Regions from separate parts of the Gossypium hirsutum genome. Here all the other regions are linked to region 3. A link is a contact called in public Hi-C data. All regions are on one chromosome and are shown on one strand. The core of a region is the stretch at or near the end of the contact, and the rest is flanking DNA. Distances in the headings are between cores, read along the strand shown. Region 1 holds the start of LOC107939079. Region 2 holds the start of LOC107939078 (ABC transporter B family member 15). Region 3 holds the start of LOC107939077 (probable prolyl 4-hydroxylase 7).

The links. Hi-C and Micro-C count contacts between places; a contact is called where the count stands out from the background.
Region 1: a Hi-C map of leaf shows a contact between it and region 3, with 2.1 times the contacts expected there. The contact joins the promoter of LOC107939079 here to the promoter of LOC107939077 in region 3. A contact is called at or near these places in 6 of 34 Hi-C or Micro-C datasets (hypocotyl, leaf and petal).
Region 2: a Hi-C map of leaf shows a contact between it and region 3, with 2.9 times the contacts expected there. The contact joins the promoter of LOC107939078 here to the promoter of LOC107939077 in region 3. A contact is called at or near these places in 12 of 34 Hi-C or Micro-C datasets (callus, hypocotyl, leaf and 1 more).

What each region holds. Positions count from the first base shown.
Region 1 is chrD04:9,178,058-9,181,134 of Gossypium_hirsutum_v2.1, forward strand. LOC107939079 reads left to right here and starts at 1,747. Exons shown (of 3, transcript XM_016872363.2): 1 at 1,747-1,990; 2 at 2,099-2,165; 3 at 2,784-3,077. The coding sequence starts at 1,934. LOC107939074 (paired amphipathic helix protein Sin3-like 2) reads left to right here. Exons shown (of 23, transcript XM_041091902.1): 23 at 1-221.
Region 2 is chrD04:9,140,268-9,143,387 of Gossypium_hirsutum_v2.1, forward strand. LOC107939078 (ABC transporter B family member 15) reads left to right here and starts at 1,457. Exons shown (of 7, transcript XM_016872362.2): 1 at 1,457-2,275. The coding sequence starts at 2,051.
Region 3 is chrD04:8,974,577-8,977,680 of Gossypium_hirsutum_v2.1, forward strand. It overlaps LOC107939077 (probable prolyl 4-hydroxylase 7), which reads left to right and starts at 1,447. Exons shown (of 7, transcript XM_016872361.2): 1 at 1,447-1,744; 2 at 1,842-1,899; 3 at 1,989-2,093; 4 at 2,959-3,016; 5 at 3,096-3,104. The coding sequence starts at 1,587.

The DNA of each region.
Region 1 (3,077 bases), core at 497-2,996, 200 kb after region 3:
TAGAAATGCCATTGGTGCAACCGAACCGAAAGCGGAGACTAGATGCAAGTTGGCCATACTAGTAGTACTGAAGAAGGAAGAAATTGTTAGAAAAATGTAGCATATCTGTAAGATCATATGCTCAAAGTTCTTGAGCCATTACTGTGTAAATAGGGTTTTGCATGATATTTTGTAATAACAAAAAAAAAAGAAAAAAAGAAAAAAGAAAACAGGGTTTTTAATGTCTCGTATTTTATAAAAAAAAAAGAAATTTGAATTGTTAAACACGATATACAATAATGCATAAAGGGTTAGGGCTAGTAATCTTAACGGAATGTGCATCAAATTTTCACATCCGCATTGTTAAAGGTAAATGATATTGATTTATTTAATAATAGAAACTAATTTAATCTGGGATATAACAACTTCAATATAGAGTTGTTTATGGTGATTTGATTTTAAAAGAATTTGAGGTCGATTTTTCGTTTTATTGTTTAAAAGAAAAAATACTAAAAACTTATTGGATTGGATGTATTGGGTCATAGAGGTCAGACTAATCTTGATATGGGAAATGCATAAGCGTAAGGAAGAGTGGAGTTATGAAATAGCCGCTAGTGTACACCTTTGCTGGCAAAGGATTCATTCATGCAATACATAAAGGAACACCTTATGAATATCCCAAACATCTCTTCCTTAATTACTTTCTCGTGTAATTCACATTGTTTTTTTTTCTTATTTGTTATTACTTTTAGTTTTCATTTCCATGAAGACTAATGCAGAAAAGTGGAGACCTCTTAACGTTGTCATCACGTTGACTGAAGCTAAAATGCGATTATCAACCATTAATTCTCCGATGGTTTAGTTTTTAACGCTGCCAGTGTAGCAGTCACTGTACAACAGTTTGATCAAAGTTTTCTGCATTCCTATAAAATGAAGCAGAAAAAGGATGGGAACAAGTGACTGTAATAGCTCCTACTCCGGTAGTCTGGCCCAAAAATAAAGTGTGATAAGATATTTGGGAAATAGGCCCATATGATGATTTAGCGCTAACAGATTTGTCGAATCTGGACTATCCACGTGGCCTTTTTAAGAACATGCTTATTTTCTTACGCCAACTCAACCAAATTCAAATAATTAATAATCTTATTATTTTCCTAAAATACCCTCCAAACTTACTAAAATTTCTTACTCAACCTTTTCATATTCAAAAGACCTTATTGCTACCATCCCATTTCGAAGAAAAGAAGAGAAACTTCTTTAATTTTTACTTTCACATGTGAGATTAATAGCCTAAAAATTTGGCCTGTAAATTTTTTTATATTTTCAAATATGTTTTGAAAGTTTTTGTTATTCTATAAGTTCTCTCATTTATTTATTCTTTTAGGAATTTGGTTAAATTTTAAATTAAAAATAAATTTTAAGATAAAGAAAGAAAGAGACTTAATATTCAAGAAAATTGGACTTGTGACACACAATTTATGAGTAAAAAAGAAGCGAATTGTTTTAAAAAAGAAATGCTTTCAGTGAAAATAGTCATAAAAAAAAGAGATTTTCCATGAATAGATATTAATAATACAATAAGAAAAAAATATTCTCATTTAATTTTCCACCTGATGCCAAAGTAGTGAAATATAAAATTTCATTAAAAAAATAGTTTACCATTATTGAAAGTAGAATTCTTTATTTAAAACATAAAAACATTTTGGTAAAAAATTCAAATGGCAAGGGCATTATAGTAAGTAGACTTTTATATAAATAGAAAGAAATCAATTCTAAGGAGGGCTATGCAGAGTTTGTGTGTGTATCTCATTCTATCCATTTTCAGCCGTTTGATCGTCATTCTATCCGGTAATCCGTTATTTCTCTCCTCCGGCGTTAATCTCCTTCTTCGTCGTACACTGTTTTCCTCTTCGCCAAACACCCGAAAGAAATTTTATTGTATCAGTTTCTCACCATGGTTTCTGATTTCGCCTCCAATGTTTCTCTGCCTTGCCCTTCTAAGAAGAAGAGAGTGAGTAATTTTAAAAAAAAATAATTTGTGTATGTTTCATGAGGAAATGTAGATTAAGATTAGTTTCATATTTTGAAAGTTTTTTTTCTTCTTTTTTTGGTGATCTAGACAAATAGATTGGCGAAATTGAAGCAGTATAAGCTCGATGTTAGGCGTGAACAATGGCTGTCTCAAGGTAATTTTTTTTAATTATTATATTATTTTTATTTTGAATGTGATTCTTTCAATAGAAACTAGAAAGATTGATTTTTTTTTTAAAAGAACTGAATGGAGCATTATTGAAAGGGCATTTGTTTGAACAAAAAGAATTAATTGTTAGGAATGAATCGCTTATATTGGACGTTGCGGTTTTGGACGTGTGATAGGAAAATAAATTGGGAATTTCGAGTACTTATCGTTAGGGTTTTTCTTTTCGTTTTATTAAGCCAAATGAATGCCTTACATATTTTTATCGACATGGTTTTGTTGAGTTCCTTCTTCTTCCTTTTTTTTTTTTCTTTTGACCATTTTTAATATTTTTATAGTATTGAAAGTTGGTGGATGCACATTCTGAGTATCAAATACATAGAAGAACTATAGGGAGAGAGTTGTGATAAAAGCAAAAAGCTTTTGACCCAAGGTAAATTTACTGGTGGGATCTAGGAACTAATATGAAAGAAGCAATTTTTATCTTATTTATGAGGTGAATTATTAAGATGGCTTTTGGGTTTGGATTGGCAAAAATTACCAAGTTACTGCATTTTTAGTAAATTCAATTGGTTGTGCTCATAATGGAGTCGGATTGCAAATGCAGTAAAGAACAAAGACTGCAAAGTGGATTTGAATGGGTGTGCTGGGTCTCCTCCATTTTCCACAAAGAGAGCTGATGAACAGAACAAATCATTGCGCAATTTGGAAACAAATTTGAGGGAAGAGGAAAGTGAAGATGCACTGAGCATTCATGAAAGTGATTTGGAGTCCTTGATGAACTGCCCCATTCAAAGCAATCTGGGAAATAATGACACGAAAGAAGCTATTAGTGTACATAGCTGCAGTGGCAGTAGCAGTGGTTCTTGTTCTGGAAGTGTCAGTGAGGAAGAGAAGGATG
Region 2 (3,120 bases), core at 207-2,706, 170 kb after region 3:
CAAAAAGTCTCGATTCGATTAACAATTAAAAACTTTTATATTTCAAATAATTCAATTAATAATAATTCGATTCGACTAATAATAGAATCCACCGTTTGAAATATCCCTAAATACAATGGCATGCAACTCTTTCAACTCTCTGCAATGCCGGCACAAGGGTCTCCACGCCTCAACTGCAACAAATGTCATCCCTATTCAACTTCCTGCCACCGATTTGGTCCTCTAAGTGTTACGAGGAAAGAGGTTTTAGATTATGGTTTCGATGCTACCATATGGGATTCGGATCGCTGCGGATTTGGATATCCGCCATTAATAATTCTCTTAAACTTTGATTATAATTTAAATATACAATTTATAAAAATTTAATAAAAATAATATCTAAAATTAAATCTGATAAATTGCACCTAAGATCATTAAAATCAGTACATTTACATCTTGATCACTCAATTTCAAAAGATTACAAAATGATTATTAAATATATTCGAAAAGTTGCAAAATGTCATCAGAGACATCTTATTCTCATATGTTTTGGAATTTTTCCGCCTTGTTTTTTAAATAATTTTTAATTTTTTAAATAAATTTTATAATTTTCTATAAATTTTAAATAATTTTTATTCTTTTTGCATTTTTAACAATTTTTTGAATTCTCAAAAAAATTTTAACAATTTTCTATTATTTTCTTAAATTTTAAATAGATTTTAGCATTTTTTAAAATTTTTTAAATAATTGCTTGCATGACATGCATGTAGAGGTGTCCATGGGTCTGGCGGCCTGGCCTGGCCCGATGGCCCACCTGAAATATGGGAGGGTTCGGGTAAAAATATAGGCCCGAAATATGGGTTTGGGCAAAAAAAACTAGACCGGTTTAGAAAACGGGCTGGGCCTCGTGCACCACTTTTTTGGCCGGACCGGCCCGAATATAATAAATATATTTTTTTAATTTTATTAATTTTAAAATACTTTTTTATTATTTTTTATTTTTAAAATAAATTTTTGGTGTATATTAAAAAAATGGGCCGGGCCGGACCCGACTCGTGCTTAAGAATTTTTTCTCGAGCTGGGACTGGACAAAATTTCAGACTCATATTTCGGGTCAGACCAGGCCCGAGCCTAGGACGCGGGTCGAAATCTTTTTTTGAGACAGACCCAACACATGGACACCTCTACATGCATGTAGACTATTACGTGAATTTCACGTTAGTATAGTTTAGTATATGTTAACTTTTTTATCCATTTAAGGATGTTTTGACAAAAAAAATAGTTGACAGATTAAAATTAAATGAATGATTAAAATAATTTGTTTCATAAAATTAGAGAGTCAAATAAATTATTATATTACTATTTAAAATTGATTAAATGATATTCTTTTTAAAAATAGGATAGTGGTTAAATGGTTGACAGCTATCTTCCACCGAGTTTTTAACATTATTATTTTCTCCCCATAAATGCAGCACCCACTTTTCAAGTTTTATACTACTAATAGTTTTCCTTTTCACATTTCCTGGTCAATTCTCCGTATTCCGTGTAGTGTTTAGTTTCCCTTTGTTAGGCGAGGGCGAGCAGGGGGAGAGGCGAACAGAGGGTAGGGCTTTTTTGTTTCATTTGCTTTAACTAACTTGGGCTGGGCTAGCTTAGAGTTTTTAAAAGTGGGCTTTTTTGGTCCGATCCAAGTTAATCTGGTCCAATTATGTAAAAATCGGTGGACGGTTTGCTGTTTCAACATCCATGGTCTATTTACTTTCTTTTTTTACTATTTTAGTAACCATATAAATATACCCCTTTTTTATTATTTTTCCTTTCAGTGGTTTACTCTTCACTACCAACTCAAAGCCACACAACACGAAGAATAGCTATATATACAAGACATTGCTCATGTTTCTTTCTTAATACTTGGCCAAAAGCATCACCCTGTCACTTGTTTCTCTTCTCACTTGTCTTAAAAGACAACTAGTTTTGGAGGAAAGCAAAAGCACGAAACACCCGGTACTATCCTAAGTGGTTTAGAGATTCTTTGGGTCCTGTTTTTATTTTCTTCTCAAAAGAAAAAAAAATGGGTAATGAGAAGGAGAAACTGAAGAAGATAAACGGATCCATAAGGTCAATTTTCATGCATGCGGATGATGTAGATATGTGGTTGATGACTCTTGGCTTCATCGGAGCCGTTGGTGATGGTTTTTCTACACCTCTTGTATTGCTTGTTACTAGCAAGTTGATGAACAATCTTGGTGGTTCTTCAGCTTTCACTGCAGACATGTTCATTCATAACATCAACAAGGTCTTTCTTCGTTTTTTTTTCCAAAACATACATGCAAAACAGTAAAAAGAAGGGCGTAGCCAGGCATGGGCCCCAACCCCCCTCAAAATTTTAAGACGATTCTTATTGTTTAGGCTATTTAAGATAAACAAGGGTAAAACTGCAACATTAAATTATTCTTATATCATCTAAAATTAGATTTCGTCCCTCACAATTATAATTTATATTTTACCCCTTTTCAATTTAATTCTAATAAAATTTCATTTTCATAACACTTTTAATATATATCACTTATTACTTTTTTTAGTTTTACTTTTTTTACATTTTTATTAATCAAATTAATATATATTTACTTTTGTTATTTTGTTAGTAATATTTTTTATTCAAAAATAATAAACTTAAATTATGCTTATTCTTAATATAAATTGAAGATTCCTTATTTCACTTCTTCTAAATTAATATCATTTCATGTTTTTATATCATAATATTGAATAATTTTATTATAATTTCCTAAATGTTGAGACTTCAATAGTTATAAAAAAAATTTTAGATAGTAACGAGAAGCATAATTTATAATATTTGAAAATCGAAAAAAATTATTCTAAGATTTTATGTAATATTAGTAATTGAAATACTATATAATATTTAAATATGGTGCTTTTCAGGGAAGCAGCCTTGGCCCCTAGATAATTGGTATAATGCTATTTTAGTTCCTTGCATTTATAAAATATTAAATTGAAGCCTTTTTAAAGCAATTTCTTTTTATCTTTGGCCCCCAAACTATTACAACTTTATTTTGACCTCCTAACAATAAATTTCTAGCTTCGTCCTTAGTGCTTTCTATAAAATGAGCTAGAACATATTTA
Region 3 (3,104 bases), core at 197-2,696:
CATCCTTATATAACTCTCTACTATCTAAAATTATCAACATCTCATGATAGTTTTACAACTTATTCAATTTAGTCCCTGTGTTCAAAAATTAACATTTAAACTTTACAAACTATTCCCTTTTTCATTTCTACACTTTAACAGTTTTGCGAAATAGTACCCTAGTTAGCTATATCGAGCTACCACGATCTAGAAAATATAAAATTTATGAAAAAGGGGCTCGGTTTGACTTACATGGAAGGGCTGAATGTTGGAGCATTCAACAATGGCTTCTCTTCATCCTACTATTGTTTTCAAAAGGTGGGAAAGGAAAAAAAAATGGAAGATGATAATTTCTTTTATGTTTTTAAAATTATAATAATTATTTAACATTATTTTAACAACAATTAACTATAAAATGCTCGCTAACCATCCATTCCTTTCTAAAATGACTAATTTTCCATTTAAAGCCTTGATGTTATACTATTGAGCCCTTTTAACAAATAAAATCAATAGCGCTTAACTTTTACAGTTTTTATGATTTAATCATTGTACCTTAATTACTAACCATTCAATAAAATTACTATGCCAAAAATCAATATAATACTATAATAGACTCGTAAATATGAATTAATAATATTTACTGACTCAATCATCAGAAGACAGGATTCCGAAATCATTGTTTTCGGTACCACTACAAAACAAGCTATTACATATATTAGTAGATAATCTAAGTAGTCTATAGTCCAATCAAAATTGAGCAAATTGATTGAAAGATTATTATGTCATCTATCAAGCCCAAGTTACGAGATGCTACAATCATTGTCGGAGCAACTATAATCACACATTTACCATGCAACCATCCACACATGCTAATTAATGTAATTCACATATATTCTACGCTAAACAATAAATTTCAAGTCTTACGCGAGCTTACGAAAGCTCTTTTGCTAACAAGAGCATGAATTAAGATCAAATTGTAAAGTGGTCAAAATCTTAGGCAGCGTCATGATATGTGGTTGCTTGTCACGACATCATTCTCTGAGATGACGACGTTGCAATGTTCAGAGTTCATGGTGCGACATCACCCTTATTTTTGGCAAAAAAAAATGCTATATCTTTTGCTAGAGATGGATAACCTTTCGTTGGCAAACATGCTCAACAATACTGGTGATGAGAATAGTTATGATGTTGTCTATCATTCTATTAAACGAATGCTAATCTTGCGTTGAGAGATGCATGTTAACCATATATTTTTGTCTAAATAAATTTTTTTTAAGAAATACTGTTTAAAACTCGACTCGTAATCTTTGAAAAATTATAAAATGGAAAGAAGTAAAACGCACCGTTTTGGTTTAATTTCTTTTGTCATAAAAGGAAGAAGCTTCCAGAAACATTCACTTTTTTTTCCGCGTTTAACGTTTCCAGTAAAACAATCAAAAAAGCCTTCCACGACAAAACCCATGGGCGCCCATTAAATACCCACTTAAATAGAAAATAAATGAAATATTAAAAACTAATAATAAAAACAAAGCTAATCTCTTCAAAGTCGAAGTCTCATCTCTGCGATTCTAGTACGGATTGCCGATTATATTTGTTTTCATTTTCTTATGGATTCTCAGCATTTTCTCGGATTCTTTCTTCTAATTTTCCTTCAGTCTTGTTTGGTTTCGGCTGATATTAATGGATCGGTTCTTAAAATGAAAACAGGAACTTCTTCGGTTCCGTTTGATCCGACTCATGTTACTCAACTCTCATGGCACCCTAGGCAAATTTATTTTCTCCTTTTTATTTACTTTCATTTTTTCCAGTTTAATTTATTCAAAATTGTGAAATTTTTTATTTTTCTTTTTTGCTATTTGCAGGGCTTTCATTTACAAAGGATTTTTATCGAGTGATGAATGTGATCACCTTATTACTCTGGTAAGCGACAATTTTTCTTTTCTTTTTTCTTTTTTTGAAAATTTTTATTTTTATTATTTGATTTTTAAACAAAATCGTGTTAATTTCAGGCCAAGGATAAGTTAGAGAAATCAATGGTGGCGGATAATGAATCAGGTAAAAGCGTCGAAAGTGAAGTTCGAACCAGCTCTGGCATGTTTCTTCAGAAAGCTCAGGTGTATATATAAATTGTCTTTTTCTTTCTTTTTCAACTTAAATCTGTGATCTAATTGGGTTATATATATGTGTGTGTGTGTGTGTGTGTGTGCGTGCGTGCGTCCGTGTAAGAGAGGAATGCTGTTATTTTATTTGCAATGTCCGTCATCAAATGTTGAATTTATGATTAAAATTATAGATTTAGGAGTGAGAACCGATCTTTCACTTGCATTTGATTTTTCTTTTTGCTAAATTGAAGGTATGTAATTTCATGCAATGGAATCTGTAGTTTCTGAAGAAATGATAGAGTTTCTGGCTTTATAGAATCTTGATCTAAGGAGTATCTGGCTGACGTATACTGTGAAATGCATGCTTTTGTTTTCTCGAACTTGCATTTGATATTGATAATTTTGATCATTTACTTCAAAGTTTTCCAAACAATTATAAGTTTTGAACCACTTACTGCCAGAATTGCTGGGAGTTCTTTGTTGATGCTCTGTAAGAAATTATATTCTGCTTTTTTCTGTATTAACCAACTTTTCGGTGATAGTTTATTACCGATGATGCACTGTATGATTCTGCTTTTCCCCTCATGATTTACTCAGACTTTCTGGCGTGGCCAGTTCTTTGCCAAGGTATCTATTTCCTTGTTGATGAACAGTTGAAAAGCTTATTCCATATTGGCGCTCACTATTTTCTGTCTTGTCAAATCGATGCCATAAAATTACTGTCTCGGACCTCTCGGTGCATTCATGCAAGCATTTGTTATGTGTTTGATTAAGTTTAGAGATTGTTTATTCTATGCTTATGTTTTGAAATGCATTGCATGTGTTGACCCCTTGAAGTTAAAAAGCTTATGCTGTGTCTTCTGTTTTTCATTTGCAGGATGAAGTAGTCGCTGATATTGAAGCTAGGATTGCAGCATGGACCTTCCTTCCAGTTGGTAGGTTTTTGCATTTGTTTTTTGTTATGATATCTTAGCCCTTGTGAATGGGCTTTTTTCTCATTGGCATTGCAAACAGAGAATGGGG